2 separate regions of the Mus musculus genome follow, and region 2 is linked to region 1. Evidence: chromatin contacts called from public HiChIP or PLAC-seq data. All regions are on one chromosome and are shown on one strand. Each heading gives the region's core, a stretch centred on a gene start, on an enhancer-like site or on the middle of the called end of the contact. The rest is flanking DNA. Distances are from core to core; before and after follow the strand shown. Region 1 holds the start of Gprin3 (GPRIN family member 3). Region 2 holds the start of Snca (synuclein, alpha).

Region 1 (2,528 bases), core at 9-2,508:
TGTTTACAAATCAGTATGAGCCCTTACTTTGAGCTCTTTGGTTAAGAGGCAAAGAACCTGGAAACAGCTCTTACACTCCAGCCGCTCCTCTGAGAAAGCTATTTCAGGGATGACCTAGGGCTACTGGCAACCTTTTCATTTCTTTCTTCCTTCAACCAAAGGGAACCTTGAGAACTGCTTCCCACTTCTTTGCTAAAGAGAGAATATATAACTTCTGAAAATCTGTCTTAATCCACCTTTAGGAAGTAGCTACAACCAACACCAAAGAAACATATTTAAACTCCCTGGCCTAAGGACTGAGACTGTTCAGCACGACCTGGGTGGGAATCTGTTAAAAACAAACAAGCAAGCAAACAAACAAACAAAAACTCTGATCCTTGGGCTCTGATACAAACATCATCTCAACAGAATCCCTAGGTAAGCCCTGAGTTGTAGCTGAAAGATGATATCTCTGAGAGGTTTGAATGCCAGCCAGGCTGCTTACTACCCCACTCTCAAGCAGTTTCTAAAAAAAAGGAGTAACACCCCCTTAATAAGTAGTTGTGTGAATTATAGCTGCAATTTTTGCAAACAAATACTCAGTTATAATAGTTCTTGTGGTGTTGTTTAGCACCATCTACAGCAGCTCAGTAGACTTCACAGTGTTGCAGCAGCAGCTCAAAGGGGCTGTCTCCAAAGCCATCTACACTCTTGGAGTTAGTAATGCAGGAGAGGGACCGGAACATTTTGCAGTGACAACTCTAAATACTTAATACATTGTCCATTTCACAACATAGTAAACGCCTGTTGTCTGCTTGCTTTCATATCATTGCACAAGACTTTGTGAGGAGCCACCTACTCTATACAGAGACAGAGTGAATAGTGAATTGCTAGAGGGAGTGAGGGCCAGACTTCCTGCTGAGTCTCTCTGGGTCCCCAGCCCTTTTCCCTAATCTCCATCTTAACTTTCCATCTGTCACTGGTTCCCTTGCACCAGAGGCACAGTCAGCCAGTCCCCTAAGCTCCCCCAGGGCGCTAGGCTCCCTGAGCTGTGGGCCTCGAGGGCTGGCTGGGTAGGAGCTCGCAGGGAGGCTGCTGCCTGTCTGGGTGCAGGCGGGACTCAGCCACTGGGGCCTGGTCACAGCGGAGGGGCGCGCCTAGCTGGCGTGGATCTGCCCGCACGTGAACTCCACCTCCTTGCTGGCTCACCGCCCAGCGTAGAAGCTGCTGGTCTCCGCCCCGCTGCAGCGCCGCCTCAGCTCTTGGCATAGTAATCTCAGTTCCTGATCGCGCAGAGCTGGCTCCTGGCTGCAGGGGACTGCTCAAGTCACCCAGCAGCAGTGTGGCAGAGCCAGGGCTGGGAATCGACTAGAAGCCCAGCACCGCGCAGACAGCGGCCCAGCGGGGGACACCCCACCGGAGCAGGTAAGCCCGGAAAGGAGCCGCCCCCGCGGCCACCTGGCCCAGTGGCCAGCCTTGGAGACCGGAGCCTGGCAATGTCCCTGTGCTGGTGAAGGAGGAATTAGGTCCCACATTTGTTCGTGGATCTTTTGCCTGTTGCTTATGGTCCCCAGCCGCTGCTGCCACCCTGCTCCTCAGGAGGGGCTGTGCGCCCTGCAGGTGATGTATATCTCTGCAAGGTTATTACTCCCTTAAGCTCTGACCCAAAGGTAAAAAGAAAAAAAAGAGAAGCCGCTTGCTGCTTCTGAGCTAGAAATCCTAATCAGTAAGATATGCACACAACGAATACTCGAAGAAGGGTGTGTGTGTGTGATTGCCTTCTTTATTATTTTCCTATGATTATTTGCTGTAAGGTAAAAACTTAGTCGTATTCAATATGCTCGATTATATGTGTGTATGTGTGTGTATTTATTAATACATTTGCATGTATATTTCTTCATGAGGTCGGAAGGGAGAGACGAGGAAGGTCGACTGAGGATGATAAAGGGAAGTCATTGTAGAGCATGTTCAGTGTCTAGAGGTGAACTTTGGAACCACATTCAATCATGGTAGCAAGTAGAAGTGGTAAACCTGTCTCCGGGTACATTATGACAAAGGCCTGACATGTTCTTCTAGTACACAGCAACAGGGAAGTGGAAAGAGGAGTCTTAGACACTGGAAAGTAGATTGAGGTGGAGGAAAGGCAGCCTAGGCACATCAGAGTTCAAGGGCTTTTGAAGGGGTGTTAAGCGAGGTCACTGGTTGCATGTAGGCAGTTCAAGGTTGGGATGATGTGAGAGCAGCTGAGTAGGTGGGGGAAAGGCAAAAGCCTAGAGGGGTTGGGAAAGAAAGGAGCTTTAGCTAGCCATCCAGCTGGGAACCACCTTTCTGAAGGTGTTTGCTGCCTTCCTTCCGTTTTCACAACAGTTTTGTTCGAGATCCGTAGGTCCATGTTTTCATTTTATTTATTTATATTTTTTTCATGGAATCTGGGTCATGACAGGACTGGAAGAAACTGAAGTGTTTACACCACCAGAAAGATTTGGAGAGAGAGTGATTAAGGCTTAGCTTCATGAAATATTTACACAGCTCTTGCGTGGGCTTTTGTT
Region 2 (2,528 bases), core at 22-2,521, 1.4 Mb before region 1:
TACTGCAGAGGTGCCACCTTTTCCTTTAATTTCAAGTAAACATGGTATGTGCCACTAGTGTGTAGGAAGGTTGATTTTTAAAGGGAATAAGAATTGAAGGCGTTGCTTAAACAGTTAATTTCTGTCACATTACTTGTACTCTGCATTTGTGGTTTTATCTGCCTCCTTCCTTTATAGCATGCCAAACAAGCTGCTTGTCCCTTGTTTCAAATGCTTTTTTAGACTTCAATTTATTTATTTATTTATTTATTTATTTATTTATTTTTCAGGATTCAGAAGTCAACTGACTTCAAGGATCAGAGAAAGCATTCCCTCCTACGACCCCCCCCCCCTTTTAATACAGTAAACGCTTGATTTAGCTTCCAGTGCCCAACACAAGTTCAGAATACAAGAAAGGAAAAGCAAGGCACTCTGCTGGGGGAGGAGCTTGGCACTCAAATCCACTCTGCTATAAAACAGTGGTATTCTGCTCATCTCAGAGAGAAGTGGGAACGTGTTAAGTAACACAGAAATTGTCTCAAAGCCTGTGCATCTATCTGCGCGTGTGCTTGGATTGGAAGAAGAGTCTGTTCGCTGGAGCTCCACGCAGCCAGAAGTCGGAAAGGTAAGAGGTGTGCAAAATCTGCCATTAAGTAGGGACTAAGGAAGAAACTGCCTGTGATGGTCCCAGAGGGTGAATCCCACAGCCGCTACCTTCCTATCCTGTAACTCTATAGTAAGCCACTTTCTCAAGTGCAAAAAAGCCTTGAGGCAGCTGGTTTTCGACGGTTGGGGGATATTTATTCCTTGCTCCACAGATGGGGAAAAAAAAATCAGCGTCTGGCAGCCGCTGATTGGTGGAAAAGAAAATGGTGATAGTGGAGTGGGAATGAGGATTTGCTGAGCCTCCCCCTGCTTCTTCGACCTGTAACTCTTCCTTAGTCGGCTCCCCTTTGCACCCAGAACCCTTTTAGACTCCTCCGGGGTAAAAACAAATGGAAATCTTAAGCTGTGTGAACAAAAGCAACCCCAAGGGTGTGTGCTCCCTCTCCATTGCCTGGCTCCGCACACAGACCATTTCAGGCGGTCCAGCTCTCTGGTGTGGCATCTGGGCTCGTCCTGGAGGAGGGGGTCGCCTAGAGGAACTGGGAACAGACTGAGGCAGGGAAGGAGGGGGGTGGGGCAGGAGAGGCGCCAGCTCAAGTTCAGCCACGATAAAACTGAGGGCCCTCTGAACTCGAGGGGAGGCTCAGGCCGTCCTCTCTTCCTTCCATCCGGGGGAATGTGCTCCAGATACCCACAGCCCTCACGCACCGCACCTCCAACCAACCCGTCCCCTCCCTAGGAAGAGGAGCGAAGGCACGAGGCAGGCGAGGGGCGGGGAGAGGCGCTGACAAATCAGCTGCGGGGGCGACGTGAAGGAGCCAGGGAGCCAGAGCGCCCGGCAGCAGGCAGCAGACGGCAGGAGACCAGCAGGTGTTCCCCCTGCCCCTGCCTGCCCTTGCCTCTTTCATTGAAATTAGATTGGGGAAAACAGGAAGAATCGGAGTTCTTCAGAAGCCTAGGGAGCCGGTAAGTACCTGTAGATGGGGCAGCTCTGGGGATCTTAGCTAGCCGGAGCAAAGAGCCGGGACGCCTAGAGAAGACCAACTACAGCTGCTTTGGCGGTGGGGACTGGGCCAGTGCGTGGAAAGTACATCACTCGGCTTTCCTTTCGCTGGAGACATGCCCTTCCATCCTGTCAAAGCCCGAGGGAAAGGCCAGGTTGCCTGTGGCATCTGCTTTTTCAAGCGGAAACGCTAGGGTGTTTCATGTTGAGTGCTGGATGGTGGAAGCTTAGTGCTGGGCATTGGGTGGAATTTGAGCATCCAACTTTCATGCTCCAACCCCAGGCATTTCAGCTTCTTTCTGTAGAGGAAGAAGGGTGCCTTTGGCCCATGATTAATAGAAGTGCAGAGGACAGTAGGCAACAGGTGATAAAGGGTTAATGAGCATGGGGTGCAGGGTCTTCTAGAGGATTCCAGCTGAGGACAGAGCTTCTTGGTTGGGTGGTGCTCAAGTGAGACTGCTCAAGTGTATGGACAGCGCCTGCTCTGGGCAGATAGCAGGCAAAGAGCTAGTGGTGGGCAGAAGGTCTTGCAAGATTAGAAAGGCTGGGCTTCAAGCAGTTCCCTACTTCTAGATTAAACAGTTCCCCTCCCTTCCTTCTCCAAAGACTGACTCCTCTCTGGGTCTTTTATCCTCTTGCCCCCACTCCATCTCTGTACGCCCACCTCCCATGTTCCTTTTCTAGATAGTCTTTTTACTTTGAATGTAACCTTTGGGCCCTGGGAACTTGATGGGGTAGAGGATGCCCACCTCCCCTTCTGCAACTCTTCTTCTGAAATATGTATGTAAGAGCAGTCGAATGATCAAACTAGATCCATCCCATCCTTAAGTGACATGACTTTTTCCTAGTATTGAGTGACATAACTCAACAATCAATCAACACTGTGCCCAGCACCCCCACATCCCCCCACCCAAGAAATCACACTTACACCAGGACTTGG

Evidence for each region. HiChIP or PLAC-seq counts read pairs in DNA pulled down with a chosen protein or histone mark.
Region 2: a contact with region 1 is called in an H3K4me3 HiChIP or PLAC-seq map of forebrain, with 8 times the contacts expected there. The contact joins the promoter of Snca here to the promoter of Gprin3 in region 1. A contact is called at or near these places in 1 of 39 promoter capture datasets (cranial neural crest) and 1 of 115 datasets of contacts at active chromatin or transcription factors (forebrain).

The regions. Positions count from the first base shown.
Region 1 is chr6:59,425,036-59,427,563 of GRCm38.p6, reverse strand. Gprin3 (GPRIN family member 3) reads left to right here and starts at 1,258. Exons shown (of 2, transcript NM_183183.3): 1 at 1,258-1,404.
Region 2 is chr6:60,827,747-60,830,274 of GRCm38.p6, reverse strand. Snca (synuclein, alpha) reads left to right here and starts at 1,271. Exons shown (of 6, transcript NM_001042451.2): 1 at 1,271-1,551.